Linked DNA regions of Sus scrofa: regions 2 and 3 are each linked to region 1. Evidence: chromatin contacts called from public HiChIP or PLAC-seq data. All regions are on one chromosome and are shown on one strand. Each heading gives the region's core, a stretch centred on a gene start, on an enhancer-like site or on the middle of the called end of the contact. The rest is flanking DNA. Distances are from core to core; before and after follow the strand shown. Region 1 holds the start of ELP2 (elongator complex protein 2). Region 2 holds the start of ZNF24 (zinc finger protein 24). Region 3 holds the start of INO80C (INO80 complex subunit C).

Region 1 (5,167 bases), core at 1,891-4,390:
CAGCTCTGATTAGACTCCTAGCCTGAGAACCTCCATATGCCACGGGAACAGCCCTAGAAAAGGCAAAAAGACAAAAAAAAAAAAAAAAAAAAAAGCCCCATTACATATTAACATAAATAACATTTTCTGGGGGGACCCCTATATTTCCCAAAATAAAAATTAATAAGGCACTGTTTCATATTTCAGCAACTCTCTTTAAGCTCTGGTTTTATTAGAATATAGCTGGATTTTCAAATTTGCTTCTGTATTTAATCTGCTACAATATTACACATAATAAAGTACTGCAAAATGGCACTGCACACTTGTGACAGAATGATAATGAAAACTAGGAATAACTTCTTAGTATTATTCTGAAAATAATTTTGACCTTACAGGTGTCACAAATCAGCCAGAGTCATCTGATTCAGTTCAAGCCTTTACTTTTCACATGTTACTAAGATGCGAACTGGGGTTAATAGAGATGCAATGTCCTGCCTTAAAAAAAAAAAACGAATAGCTTGTCTGTAGCAGAAACAGATCTATAAGCTGAATCTTTTGAATCCCAGGCTGGGCCCCAACCTAGGCCCTGCTTTAGGCTTTGCATCAAAAGCTGTAGGCAATGGTAGGGGTCTTGCCTCAATAAAGGGTCTACCCTCATCCTAAGCACTGCTGCATTATCCATGCTTCAAGTGCTATAAAATAAATGTACAGGTCAGATATTTCACTGGGCACACTATTTTTCTTCTATTTTTCAATTGCATAATATCAGAGAAGCTAATGCTAAATTAACAGAAGTCAGATTAATACTTACATCCATTCTGTTTACAAATCCACTGTAAGCAATTGACTCGAGCAGTGTGACCATTCAGGTTGGTAATAACAACCCTTTTCTTCAGAGAAGAAAACATCAGTTAGTAAATGAGAATCTATCCTACAGGGAAATTAATAAATTAATAAAATTCAGATTTCGGTGTTTTGTTTTGTTTTTTCTTTTTTAGGGCTGCACTAGCGGCATATGGAGGTTCCCAGGCTAGAGGTGAAATCAGAGCTACAGCTGCTGGCTTACCCCACAGCAACAGACACATCGATCTGAGCCGAGTCCACGACCTACACCATAGCTCACAGCAACGCCAGATCATTAACATACTGAGAGAGGCCAGGGATTGAACCTGCAACTTCATGGTTCCTGGTCAGATTTGTTTCTGCTGTGCCATGATGGGAACTCCAGATTTCAGTGTTTTTAACGCTAATAAAAAGTTCAAGATTACTGTTCTCCACAGTGGCTGCATCAATTTATATTGCCACCAACAGTATAGGAGGGTTCCCCTTTCTCCATACTCTCTCCAGCATTTTTTTTTTCTGAAACATATGGAAGTTCTCAGCTAGAGGTCTAATCAGAGCTGCAGCTGTCAGTTCATGCTACAGCCACGGCAATGCCGGATCCTTAACCCACTGAGCGAGGCCATGGATCAAACCTGCATCCTCAAGGACACTATATCGACTTCTTAACCTGCTGAGCCACAATGGGAACTCCTCTCCAGCATTTAATATTTGTAGACTTTTTGATGATGGGATTCTGACTGGCGTGAGCTAATACTTCATTGCAGTTTTGCTTTGCATTTCTCTCATAATTAGCAGTATTGAGCATCTTTTCATGTGCCTGTAAGCCATCTGTATGCCTACCTAGAATGATGGAATTTTTAACCAAATTAATAAAGCAGTACAATAAGAAATATCTAGAGCTATCTACTGCAATGTTTTAATTTCCAGCACTTAACTTTCTATCCTGAGGCTCTTTTGGAGAAACAACCCCACTACAACATCCAAAACTAACCAGTGGGAATGGGGTCATAATAAACTCTGGGAAGAATGCAGAAACTAGTTACTTGAGAAATTTGGTAGGGAAAACGGGAAGAAAATAATCAATTGGGTGCCTTTCAGGGAATGAAGTCCTGCCTTCAGCTTAACTAGTGCTTAGGATACCCATTCCCTGTGACCTTATCCCAATGCATTTTCTTTAAAACTAAAATGTAAATAGTATTTCTTTGAAATTCAAGACAAGTTTGTTAAATAACACTAATGGAAATGTAGAAATGAGATAGCATCTGTATGATGGTCTTAATCCACACCTAAACTGCAAATGTTTTAAAACCCAAGCTGATTCTCTGAACTATAGTTCCCACAAAAGTCTTCAGAAAAGGCTGTCATCATTTGAGACTCTACCAGGGGCTAACAGGCCACTGCTGAGACATGGTTACCCCAGGTTTACGCAGCGCTCAAGACAGCGAAGGACGAGTGTGGCGCGCCAGAGCGAGACTCCTTGCTTAGACACCCTCCTCGAAGCAGACCCAACCGCACACCCGCTCTGTAGGTTCTGGGACAGGGTCTACAGTCCACCCTGAGAGCATCCAGCAGATTCGGCCCCAGAAACACACGGGGATCGGGCAAGTGGCCACTTCTCTTACCTGAGGGTCATAGAGCACTACGGAACAGGACGTGCCAAAGGCAAGAAGTCCTCCGGGCCCGGAGCTCCAGCTGAGAGCTCCCCGCACCCGATTCGGGCAGCAAAACACGTGAGAGGTCTCCAGTACGGGTGCCACCATGTTGCTGGCTGGTCAGCGGCCGAAACCTGGGCGCACACTTCCGCCCTCGGAGCGGAACTGCTCGCCAGCCGCCCCTCCCCCCGGCGTTATCCGCACCGCGTTTCCGAGGAGCCCGGGGGCGGGGCAGAGGCGGGCCCGCCCCTCAGGGCCCGCCCCCCTTCCTGGCCGAAGTGGTCCTCAGTGCCCATCCATCTTTACCAGCGCCCCTGGATCTTGGCTCGGGGCACAGGCACGACCTCCTTCCCAGCAGTGAAGACCCTACCGGAACAATTCAAGACCCTCCAGAAAGACCTAGGGCTCGTGTGCCGGAACGACGGCAGGAACGTCCCGCTGCACCTCACGGCTTGGTTCCTAGCAGCAGACGGGGCTGGCCCGGGTCGGGGCCTTGGAGAGCGAGTTTCGGGCCTCAGGGAGACAGGGGCGCGGAGGGGCTCAAGGAAAGGGCTTCCAGCTGATCTTGGAGCTAAGAGCCCGCCAGAGCCGCGTCTCCGCCCTCTCCCGCCCCTGCGAGCCCCGCGGCGCCGGCGAACAGGCGGACGCGCGGATCCGCCTGCAGGGGACGGGGTCGAGCCGCACTGCGCATGCCCCGTAGTCATGGCTGGCGGAGGCGGTGGTTCCCGGCGGCGAGCTGCGCGCGGCGGTAATTAGTAATTGTCCTGCGGCTCGCGGGAGGAGAGGGCACGTGGGGCGAGGCTTCTCTGTGTCTGCCGTGCAGTACCCCAACCGAGGGGCCAGCCGGACAGATGAGACCGCCGCCTCCTCACGCCCTATAGACGTTTCTACGGAGAGAAGCACAAGCGAGTGCCGAGCTCTCCGGACCGCCGGCGGGAACTGAACTGGCGCGCGGGACCGAGCCGGAGGGCAGCGAGGCCGCGAGGAGGTGAGTCCCGCAGGTCCCTCAGGGCAGGCGGAAAAGGGGAACCCTGCGGAACGGCGAGGGCAGACTTCCCAGTTTGGGGTGCACAGATAGGCTGCGAGGTCCAACGGGGTAAGGAAACGGTTAGTCCTGTTTATCTAATTTTCTAAGAAGGTACTGTCGTGTTTAAAAATAAAAAGCCCTTAGAAGCAGTTTGGTGCCCTCTTTCGTGTTTTCTCCATTGGCGCTATTCTCCAGGCCCTTTCCTTCAGCTTTCTTTTCTCTAACACACGCGGACTTGCCGGGAAGGAGATCTGCCAGCGGGTCCAGTACCGCCCTGAGCATCCTCCCTGGAGAAAGGAACAGAGCTGTCCCCGAGCCATTCGTCTGTGTTGACCCCACCCATCCCGCTCCTTGCTTCTCTTCTGCGAATGATTTCTTAAAGGTTCTCTTCTGCCTATTAAAACTTCAGGCCCCACGGATTGTTCTTTCAGGAGTCTAACCCTGTGATGGTACATACTTCCATTTTCCACAGTATGATAAGCAGCTGTTGTGCAACATTGCTGACAGTGTTTGGAGCACTTCCACATACATCCGTCATGTGTTTCCTCAGTCACTCTATAAGAAAGGTATTACCAGCTTTTCCTGGTCCAAAGAAGAGCAGCTGAAAGTGGTAGAGCTGGGTTGCCCCTTGCCCTTGCTCTCTCACCCCTGAGTCCACCTCTTTCTCTGGAGGCTGGTAAGTTTGGTCACGATCACCATCCATCATTGGTGCTGGACATCGGCTGACTGTCCACAGAGATACTAGTCTATCCACTTATCTGGGCTATCTCTTCCTCTGTTTAACTCAATTCTGCTTTTCAAGGCACAACTGGATTCCTAATTCCTCTTTGCATCATAGGCTTTTGGTTCCAAACACTATTGTGTGGATGAGTGGTAGTCTATGAAAAGATTTTCACTGGTTTTAAGCAACAGAAGAGCGAGATAGTTTTTTAATGAAGTTTAAAAGAACTGTTATTGTGCAGGCATTCAAAAGAATGAGATCGCTTTATATGTACTGACATAAAAAGATGTTATTTGTTGAGTGGGGTAAAAAAACATCCCATTTGTGTGGTTAAGGCATGCATCTACCTGAGTGTGCATGAGGCATAAGCAAGAAACTGGAAAAATTTTGTACCTTTGAAGAGTGGGATTGGGGGAAAGAAGCCTCAAATTGTATTGTATATAGTGTAAGAAAAAAATTTTAAATGTGAGCTATTCTGAGATTGCCATTTTACTTTTTTGACATTAAAAGAGTGTTCTGTGAAATGATGGTAGTGGTGGAGGTAGTTGGGTTTTGTTTTGTTTTGTTTTGAATTGTTTTTCTAAACGCAGTAAGAAGTTGCCAGTATGGCTGGGGCCACATGAATCTCTCCAGACTCTGAATCATCATTGCTTTTACCGTTCTAATTACAGTTTTAGCACTTAGCTGCTTTCTGGTTGTTTCATGTGTTTTAGCAATTCAGGGTTCGAGCCTAGGACTCCACTTGTCTATATTTTTACATTAGCTAGCACTTCACTGGTCACATTAGATGATGCTCTATAATTTTGATTCTTTGATTGGACATCAGCTTTTAGCATGAGATTTCTTTATTGAAATTATTTTGAAAAGGGCTTTTTTTTCTTTGTCTTTTTCTGTCTTAGGAAAGTGCGATGGCGAGGAATTTATCTGTGATCTTAATCCTGACCT
Region 2 (5,167 bases), core at 1,428-3,927, 720 kb after region 1:
ACTATAAAACTCCTCTCAACTCTTCCCAATGGAGGGCACAGTCTTTAACACATTAGCTTGCCTTGGCCTCCTTTGCCTGGCAAAATGATAAAAGCTATCTTTCCCCCCTTTACCCAAAACTCTGCAGTTCAATTCGGCACGGGGACACAGAGGCTGAATTTCAGCAGCATCATCTGGTAGTTAACCTCTTCCACCTGGTGGGGGTTTCAGTATCTAAAAGGCAGCTCACAGGATATGGCCCAGGATCTGCAGCCCTTGAAGAGGAACTAAAAGTCCTTGCCTTTGCTTAGTTATTATTTGGTCTTATTTGACTGTTTTCCTTTGCTTCCGTATTTTTTCGCTTTTCTGATTAAACTTATTACATGACAAAAATTTTTCTACAGACAAAAGGCAGGCAGAGAACATGAGGAGGAGGGGGGAACAGACCACAGGGTTTTGCTCTTTTCAACCCGAGCTGTAAAACCCCTTGTTGCTGAGGTGCGAATGCCACTGCATCTAAGCCTTTATATAGTCTGCAGCTGGACTCCAGGCAGGTGAGGCAGAAAGCCTCATCACAACCTGGGGAAGCCAGGAGCAATGGTTCCACGACAGCCTCCTGGGAAGACAGGGAGCTGAGTGGCAAATGGCCTTGTAACAGCTCATCAGGAGCCTCTCCTCTTTCAGGAGGATCACAGGGTTTTCTGCCAAGACTCAGAGCAGCTGCTGCTCAAGCATTGTCTCTGTGGCCTCTGTGGATATGTGCAAGGTCAGCAGGCACTGGCACGGAGGTTTTCCCTACATTCAGGTTGCCCAGAGGAACATGATGCTCTATCTTGACTATATCTTTAAGATAGCAACAGAGGTCACCATTCAGGAAAGAGCTCACCTAGTAGGGCTCAGAAGGATGGTGTTTCAAAGTGGGTGTTGGCAGTCCCGGCCCTCAAACGAGCAAATTAGAGAGGAAAACTTCATGGTGGTTTCCATTTACTCTCTCAGAAAAAAATTAAAAGTGACAGAATGAACACCAGGCAAAGAGTTTCGTAAAATCTTGCATTTTTAACCTCCCCAGATATGTCTGTTTGATGTGTATATTTTTTGTTTTCCAACATTAATTAGATGTTAAAAAACCTCTTAAAGCAAAGCAAAACAAAAATGCCTTGAGCTAGCTTTTAGAGTCACAAAAGACGGAAAGGTTGGGAAGAGCAGCCAAGCAGGTTGGTGGTAGTAGCCAAGTAGAAAAGAGAAAAAAAAAAAAAGTCTGGATTTCAGAAACCTCCTAAAAAAGAAAGAGAAGAAGGGCCATCAGAAGTAGCAGGTGTTCTGGGGAGGCAAAATCCTGGTCAGAGAGTAAAGTAGTGCTATGGGATCATCAGCTGACTCACTTGCGCTCTCATTCATGAATTCAGCAGAGCCTAAGGGCACTTTGCAAAGGGCACTCTGAAAGAGGCAGAAAGCTGAAGCCTGAAGATCTTGGAAGGCTGCTGGAAGGCTGGACCTGTACTTCTAACATAGACCTTAAACAACAGGGCTCTTTTGTGTGGTTCCTGATGCTGAACATGTGACCTAGCAAAGGCAGCAATGTGACCAGCCCACATTTCATTCATTTATTCAACAAATATTTATTGAGTTCTCTATGTACCAGGCAGTCAGCATCCCGGGACTACATGGGAATACTGTGGTGAACAAGACAGGCAAGGTCCCTGCCCTTATGGGACTTACAAACAAAACGAAATAAAACAAAAACCAGTGAAATGAATACATAAGATCACTTCTACCCAGTGCTATGAGCGTGAGAAGGCTTCCAGGAGGAAGAAATGGTCAGGAAGGCTGACGATTGCCAGCCACAACAAGGCTAAGAGCTGGGGTGTGGGGGTAAGGTGGGGGCAGGGAAAAACCACAGGGGGCCTTACAGGCCAATGTAAGCAGTTTTTAATGTCATAATTAATGCAGTAGGGATCCACTGAAGGCCTTTAAGTAGGGGCATTAAGTGGTCTGATTTATGTTTTTAAATCACTTTGGCAGCTGTTTTGTAGTATGAAATGTCAAGCCTAAAGTCAGAAGATAACCATGCATTCTGCAAATTCACTCTGCGATCATTGCCAAAGCTCTTGATTAAGAGTCTCATCTTGTTTCCCTGACAAATTAATTAGTCATAATAAAGCTCTATAGCACAGCAAATGGTAGCCAAAGGTTAGAGTCATGCCTTGGCTTCAAATCTTGCTTCGTACTTACTAGTTATGTATTCTCCGCAAGCTATTTACTTGAGCCTCAATTACCTCAGCTGTGAAATGGGGATAATAAAAGTTCTTACATCATAGGGTTTTCACGAAAATTAAATTACAAGACATGTAAACCACGGTGACAGAACCTGGTACAACGTGGTTAGCACACATAAATATTAGCTTTTGTTACTTCTTTCAGAGGATTACTGTGAAGATCACATGAGATAATGCATGTGAAAAGACTTATGACACCGTAAAGACTACATTAGTGGCAGAATTTTTTCTTTCCTTTCCTGGTCTTTTAAGGGGAACACAGAAGACTGGGCTAACCAGGGGAGAGAGGCGTGAGGCCAAGCGCAGCCTCAAAGCGGTCATTGTAGTTGGACAGCCCTTCCCCCAGCCCGGAGCGCATCTCTATGGCAACGCGGGGCTTCGCCTACCCCCCGCCTCCTGGGGCCCACAGACCGGAAGCAGTCTGCGCCGGGGGCTTCTGGGAAACGGCTTGTGAGCGGCGGCGTTTCTGCGTCGGCCGTGGACAGCGAAGCGGTTGCAGTTCCCGAGCTTGAGGTTTGCGCGAGAGAGGGGGGAAGAGCGTGCGAGGGAGGCTGGGCTAGAGGCTGTGGTCCGCTTGGCAAGAGTTAGCGAAAAAGCTTGGCGGTGACCTTCCTTGGCTTCCCGGGAGGCGCGGGGGACAGGCCACGGTCTCAGCGCCCAGCAGCTGGGAGACAGGGAGGGATAGACAGAAAGCCAGATAGGGCTTTCGGCACCCTTGGAGAGTCCTCCCTTCCTTGTGCCTTCCGCGACCCCCGCCTTCCCCCCTCCCCCATCGGCCGGTTTTGTTCTATTTCGAGGCCCTGGCATCTCGCGGAGGGTTCTGGGATTCTTTTCGGGTGGAGGGGGGTGGGCGGTCCTCCGCCGTGGCTGCCGGGACTTGTAGTTTGGCCGGCCTCGAGCGGAAGTGCCGTGACTCCGGCGCTGTTGAGGCTAGGTGGCCTCTGGTCTTCCGAAAGCCGCAGCCGGGAGTGTGGAGAGAAGAGGGGCTGGAGTGGTCTGGTGGGGGCCGGGTTCGCCACGGCACTCCGCTGAGTGAGTGGGAAGGTCGCGTGGGACAGGACTCCCTGCGCAAACCTGGTTGGGACTGCGGGTTCGCATTCCCCGCACCTCCTCACGTCCCATCGGCAGGGTGCTGTATGAAAACGTAAAGGGGAGAGAAATTTTATTTTTCTAGAGTGTTTGAGCCAATGGTAAGGTAGGGTTTTGGAATAGGAACAAACGAATACTGTTGGCTAAACCTTGTTTATAAGGCCGCCACACTCCAGAGTGCTTAAACAAACCTGTATGTATATTACTTGGTAAGATTTTTTTCTGATACCTAGACTTGATAGGTTTACAGGAAGTTTTGGGCAGTTACTGACTTTCAGATTCCGGGCCCTGAATAGATAATATTGAGTAACTGCATGGCTTGTTCCCAGTAGGTGTTTTAAACAATGGCATAGGCATGACTGTGCAAATACTAAGGAAAGGATCAGAAATAGCCCAAGGTTTCCCTGAAGGTAGAAGCTGGGGAGATTGTGAGTCATCCAGTGTAAGGATTAGAGTCTGCGCCACTGTGGGAAGTCAAGGTGTTATGAGAGTCCCTTTTCTTCATAGAATTTGCTATGATTAATGCCCACATTACAAATTGAAAGGTACTTATGGTGTCTCGGGTGACTGAATAATATTTGAATTTTATGGCACCTAGTGGTTTTTTTCAACATCATGTATCTGTTATTGAGCAGGTGAATATTTTTTTCATGTATATTTTAGTCCAGGGAGTTCTTAAACATTTTAAAACTATTTCTTAGCCCTGAAAAAAAAAAATTGTCAAAATTTTTTAAGCAGGTGCTAAAAAAGATACCCCTCCTTTTGAGGTGACTCAGGTGTGTCAGGTTACACCGGTATTGAATTGCAAATAATGTGTTCCATTTAGATAACACCGAGATAGGCAAGTTTTGTAGACATAGATTGGCATACTTCTCTCAAAAGGGCCAGATGGTAAATATTAAGTTTTTCATGACATGTAGCATTTATTGCAACTACTCAACTCTATTGAGTAGAGTACAGTAGTCACGCTGTTGTAGCATCAATAGTGAACAAATAAGTAAAATTATTTATGGAGACAGACACTTTCATTTCTATCAATATTCACCTGACATGAAGTGTTCTTTTGATTTTTTTCAACCATATAAAAATGTGAAAACTATTCTCAGTGCAAGCATTATTGAAAAATAGGCAGTGGGCCAGATTTAGCAGTGAACTGGAACTTCTGTTGTAGGCTATTGATTGGCATGTTTAATTTAGTAAAAATACATTTTCTTTTCTTCTATCAGGGTATGTTCAGATTCTTAGGATATTTGGTCATTTATATTGTTTTCATTTCTTGTGCCTCAGGAGTGCCTGTGAAGAAAACAGGGTATTTCCCTGAGGCCTGTCTCCTACCTTGATTGTCTTTTCTTGGAGTATTATAAATCAGGATGTCTGCACAGTCAGTGGAAGAAGATTCAATACTTATCATCCCAACTCCAGATGAAGAGGAAAAAATTCTGAGGGTGAAGTTGGAGGAGGATCCTGATGGCGAAGAGGGGTCAAGTATCCCTTGGAACCACCTCCCTGACCCGGAGGTTTTCCGACAGCGCTTCAGGCAGTTTGGATACCAGGATTCACCTGGGCCCCGTGAAGCTGTGAGCCAGCTTCGAGAACTTTGCCGTCTATGGCTCAGGCCAGAGACACACACAAAAGAACAAATCTTGGAGCTGGTAGTACTGGAGCAGTTTGTTGCCATCCTGCCCAAGGAGCTACAGACTTGGGTTCGAGAGCATCATCCAGAGAATGGAGAGGAGGCAGTGACCGTTCTAGAGGATTTAGAGAGTGAGCTAGATGACCCTGGACAGCCGGTAAGCCCGCTTGTGTTGCATTCCTGGGTCAGG
Region 3 (5,167 bases), core at 1,934-4,433, 600 kb after region 1:
AGTCCCATACTAACTTCAGCCACTGTCTATACAGTGAGCAATGACCTGACACAAGTTATTAAGAGAAATGGGGCTGTCTGTCTTCCACCCAATAGCATGATCCCAATGTCCACTAGGCTTCCTGAGATTCTTGAGACAATAAAACAGATAGTTTACTTCCCAGATGATATGTGGTTGCTTCAAAAACACATTACAGCTGACCCTTGAACAACCGGGGAGTTGGGGGGTTCACCCCATGCAATAGAAAATCTACATATAACTTTACAGTCGACCCTCCAGATATAAGGTTCCCCACATTCAGAGATTCAACCAGACTTGTACAGTACTGTAATACGTATTTTTCAGGAAGAAAAATTCTTGAATAAGTAGACCCATGAAGTTCAACCCTATGTTGTTCAAGGTCAACTGTATTTATTCTTAATCATTACATCTTAACTGGGATTAAGACTCTGGCTAAAGCTGCTTAACTGGCAGTCCCAGTGAGGGCACCAGCTGGTCTCACCAAAGGAAGGGTGGCACTGGTGAGGGACACAGAAAAAGCAGGTGCCAGCAAGGAGGCTGGAGGGAAAGTCATAGGGAGGCCTGGAACTATAGCAGACATGCCCTGCAGTTCTCAGGAGTAACTAGGGAAGTTACCTAAGAAAGGCTTAAGCCCTGCCTCCACACAGAAGCTACACAATACTGGCCATCAAAGTTAATTTACCATCGTCAATAGATAGGGGAACACGTGGGTCACGCCTGTGGCAGAGCACGTGGAGTCCTGTGTGGGCCCACCCTGCAGTGACGGTGACGCCAAGGGGGAGGTGGGACAGGTTTCTCCCAGTCCAAAGCTTCGGCCCCCTTGGGTGGATGTCTTTCACATATCCCTAGATCTCCTTGTTGCTAAATCATCTGTTGGTGCTCTGCCACCCAATCCTTGCTGACCCTGGTAACTGCCCACAGAGAGTTTCTGTCCAGCTGGGAAGACAAATCTAATGTCTCTCTTTCCTGGCTAGACTTGGGGGCTTCCAGAGAGCAGGGACTATTCTGTTTGGTTTTTTTTGTTTTTGTTTTTGTTTTCTTTTTAGGGCCACACCCAAGGCATAAGGAAGTTCCCAGGCTAGAGGTTGAATCAGAGCCGCAGCTGCCAGCCTACACCCAGCCTCAGCAATGCCAGATTCAAACCTCATCTTCAACCCACACCACAGCTCATGGCAATGCGGATCCTTAACCCCCTAAGCGAGGCTAGGGATGAAACTGTGGCCTCATGGACACTAGTCAGATTTGTTACTGCTGAGCCACAGCAGGAACTCCGGACCATTCTGTTTTGTTTGTCCTTGTCTCTATCCTCAGGACTGGGCATAGTACAACCACTAGTAGATACTGGATGACTACGAGTGATGGGAAAACGGAACAGGGGTTTTAACCAGACCAGAGGGATGGGGAAGGCTAAAAATAATAGCATGTCGGTCAGGTCAGGAAGAGTGGATGGAAAGAAAGGAGACCAGAGGAGGGTGGTATGGGGGGAAAAGCAGCCTCCAGGCAGAAGCAGCAGCAGGATGGGTTAAGGCTCTGAGGGCAGTGGGAACATGGCTGGTTAGTGGTACTGACAAAATGAAAGCTGGAGTACTAAGCTGGATGAGTAGCAAGGTGGGAAAGGTGGAGAGCTCTCTGAAGACCTTTAAATCCACATTATGGACATTAAACTTCATTCTAGGGACCATGGGAAGCCACTGAAGGGTTTCAAGTAAACGGCATAATCTAAATATGCACAACTGTACCGTGGAAGAGGTCACGTGAAATTGCATGTGATAACTGGTTTAGAGGGATCAATGGTGGAAGCAGGGAGATAAAAAGGCAACAAAGGGGTCCAAAAGAAGAGATGATGGTGGCTGGCCTGGGGTTACAGTGCAATAGGCAAAGGGGAAGAATCAAGGATGGCTCCCAGGTTCTTGGTTTGAACAAGTGGTGGATACTGCTGGCATTTTCTGAGCTAGGAAGCACTGAAGGAGGAGTGTGTTTTAGAGAAGCAGAGAGGATGATGAATTCTGCTTTTGCCATGCTGGATGTGGGATGCCTGTAAGCATCTGAATTTATATCTAGGCAAGGAATTTTGTATCTGAGTATACATCTCTGGAGAAAGACCCAGATAAGAGATGGAAATCTGAAAGCGAACTGTATTTAGGTGATACCTGAGGCCCCTTGAGGTGGTTGAATGTCTGGGGAGAGTATAAACTGAGGAGGGCAGGAAGCAACAAGAAACTCTCCATATAAGGACTGTGCAGGAAGAGCTGGTTCCAAACCTGGCTGACCGTTAGAATCACCTGGGAAACTTTACAAAATGTTTATCTGCTGTGAGGGGGTGTGTCTACATGACCCATATTTTGAAAAAAAAAAAAAAAAAACCCAAAAAACAAACAAACAAAAAATTATAGTATGATTAGAAACCATTTGGTAGAAGAAAATTGTCAAAGAGAGGACCAGTGGTTAGGAAAGAGGAAAATAAAAAAAATGATGGTGTTCTAGATCCGGGGGATGGGAGGTGGGAGGGTGGTTCAGAATGAAAGGGATCAGACAAAAGCAGGACTGAATTTAGCAATGGGAAACCAGATGTGGTGCACCCACTTGACTGACCCCTTACGAGTAGGGGATTGGTGTGTAAACGCAACAAACATTTACTGAGGGATCACAGCAAGGTGCCCTCAGAGAAGCAAGCACAGGTGGGCATAGAGGAGGGCAGATTAAAGGAAGGTGCCTCGGGTGGCAGAATAACAAGGGAGAGGGGTGTTTCATTGAGGTTCATAAATAGGTTTTAGCAGATCTGTGACCTGCTGAAATCTGTAATGTAAGATTATGTCTATGCCCGTATATTGTGGGGGGGGGGGGCTGAGCTAGTCAAAGGGGTCAGTGGCCTCTAAAAAGTTAAGAATCACTCTACCCTTCAAGTCCATCTGGGCACCATTGAAACACAGGCTTCTGGGCGAGAAGGCCACGACCAAGGGAAAAGCTAGCAGCGTGATGGTCGGTCTACTCCACACAGAATCTTACCTTTACACTTACAGATATCAAAAGTGATCAATCTTCTGACTTAATGTGAGAAGAGATTAACTTTAAAAAAATCCAATTTTTTAAAACAGATGGTGGTACTTTCTACTCCTCAATCCCTGGGGGCTTCCAAGCACGTGCCCGGGTTCGGAGCGCGGGCGGAGCAACACGAGGCTGGCTGACGCGTGGACGCCCTCCCGCCCGGAAAGAACTGACTGCTCCGAGCTCCGCCTTTTAGATTTGGCCGAGAGAAGTCGACGCAAGCTTTCAGAGTCCAGGCCGGGTTTTCAAAAGCGTAAGACGGAAGTAACCGAGGGCCGGAAGTTTCACGGTCCGCACAGGGACAGAAGTTGGGGGGGGGGGGCGGAGAGGAAGGCTTGGGGTAGGAATGGCGGCTCAAATCCCAATTGTGGCCACCACTTCCACTCCCGGGATACCCCGGAACAGCAAGAAGAGGCCGGCCAGTCCTTCCCACAACGGCAGCAGCGCCGGAGGCTATAGCGCCAGTAAGAAGAAGAAAGTGTCCGCCTCTGGCTTTGCGCAGGTACCCTGACACTCGCTTAGCTTGCGCGTGCGCGGGGCTGGGCTGGGGCGGGATGAAGGCGCCTGGGAGTTCGGCGGGGCGGGGCACGGCGTGGCAGGGCGCAGCGCATGCGCAGGGGAGTGCCGCCGTACCTCTTCGGTAGAACCTTGTCTCTGGTGTAAATGAAACACTTTATTTTTCCCTTAGTTTGACTCTGTGGGAGTAGGTTAAAGAACCACCAGCGTTGCATTGTTCTTGAGGAGAGCGGGGGGTGGGGAAGTTGTTGTTGCCCTAATAGGCCGTCCCTTTCCGTCGAGGTCGCGTTTAAAGCGAGGCTTAGGACTTTTCTTATTTAATGTGAGTTTTAATCAAGCAGAAGTTCCCGTGTATCAACTTTGTCCATTCTACAGCCATTTACCGAATGCCTGTGAGGTGCAGAGCGCCGTAATGAACCGCGTGAAGGAATACAAAGAAGTTCTGGCACGGGTGATTCCCCTCATCCTCAAAGTGCTTTTGTGACCCTCAGTCTCCCTGTCCAAAAGTGGGTTTGGTCTTAACCTCATGGGGTTGTTACGAGGATTCAATAAGATCATGGTGATAAAGCTCTGAGCACAGCTTCTGACACAGACTTCACCAGTTGAGGTGGCGGCGCGGGTTCTTTTTACAAAGGTGTCTACCTATGTCTACCATCTAGATCAAGATAAAGAGCATTTCCAAGGGCCTTTGAAAATTCCCTGGTGACCCTTTCCAGTCCATACTCTTTTCTCCCTGTCAGAGGTAACCACCACTCTGACACCTCTCACCAGATTGACTTTGCCTTTTTAAACAGAATATGTATAGAATCATAGCAGATTCTTTTTGTGTCTGTTTGGGCTTTCTCTATAAAACAAGGTTTTTGAGAGTTATTTCATTCATGTTATTACCTGTTTTGGAGCATCTAGTATATTGTGTGAATATACCACAACTGATGGACATTGGAGTTCTTGATAGTTTTTGCCCTTATGCATAAGCTGCCCTGAACATTCCTATACACATCTGTGTAGATAAATGCTTTCATTTCTCTTGGGTAAATGGATAGTCGTGGAATTGCTGGATCATAAGGTGGACACACTCACAACTCCGAAATTGTTAAACAGTGGTTTCCAAAGTAGTTGCACTGTTGTGCATTCTCAGCAGTAAAGTATAAGAATTCCAGTTGCTCTATGTCCTCAACAATACTTGGCATCATCTGTCTTTTTGCCATTCTGATGGCTGTGTAGTGTTGTGTCATTGTTTTAAAATTTTTGTGTCATAGTTTACTAATGATATCAATCACCTTTTCATATGCTTTTGACCATTCCAATATCTTTTGTGAGGTGCCTGATTTTTTTTTTTTCTCATCAGGTTGTTTTAATTATTAATGTATAGGAGTTCTTGATATATTCTTGTTCGGAGTCCTTTGCCAAATACATGCATTGAGTGCTTTCTCCCAGTATGTGCACAGTGCATTTTGATATCCAACAGTGCCAAGACCAAGGAATATAGTCAGTTCATATTGGGAAGAGTGATTGTTTTGACCCTAAAGGTACATTGGTCATCAGCTCCCACCACAGCAATCTTTAGAGTGTGGACAAATGTCTT

What was found. HiChIP or PLAC-seq counts read pairs in DNA pulled down with a chosen protein or histone mark.
Region 2: a contact with region 1 is called in an H3K27ac HiChIP or PLAC-seq map of alveolar macrophages. The contact joins the promoter of ZNF24 here to the promoter of ELP2 in region 1. A contact is called at or near these places in 1 of 5 promoter capture datasets (fetal liver) and 1 of 2 datasets of contacts at active chromatin or transcription factors (alveolar macrophages).
Region 3: an H3K27ac HiChIP or PLAC-seq map of alveolar macrophages shows a contact between it and region 1. The contact joins the promoter of INO80C here to the promoter of ELP2 in region 1. A contact is called at or near these places in 2 of 5 promoter capture datasets (fetal liver and liver), 1 of 47 Hi-C or Micro-C datasets (liver) and 2 of 2 datasets of contacts at active chromatin or transcription factors (alveolar macrophages and skeletal muscle).

The regions. Positions count from the first base shown.
Region 1 is chr6:119,883,382-119,888,548 of Sscrofa11.1, reverse strand. ELP2 (elongator complex protein 2) reads right to left here and starts at 3,140. Exons shown (of 22, transcript XM_003356413.4): 1 at 2,445-3,140; 2 at 791-869. The coding sequence starts at 2,582. It overlaps SLC39A6 (zinc transporter ZIP6), which reads left to right and starts at 2,713. Exons shown (of 10, transcript XM_021096271.1): 1 at 2,713-3,462; 2 at 5,122-5,167. The coding sequence starts at 5,131.
Region 2 is chr6:119,164,714-119,169,880 of Sscrofa11.1, reverse strand. ZNF24 (zinc finger protein 24) reads left to right here and starts at 2,677. Exons shown (of 4, transcript NM_001243375.1): 1 at 2,677-2,768; 2 at 4,632-5,134. The coding sequence starts at 4,715.
Region 3 is chr6:119,283,868-119,289,034 of Sscrofa11.1, reverse strand. It overlaps INO80C (INO80 complex subunit C), which reads left to right and starts at 3,183. Exons shown (of 5, transcript XM_003356408.4): 1 at 3,183-3,568. The coding sequence starts at 3,413.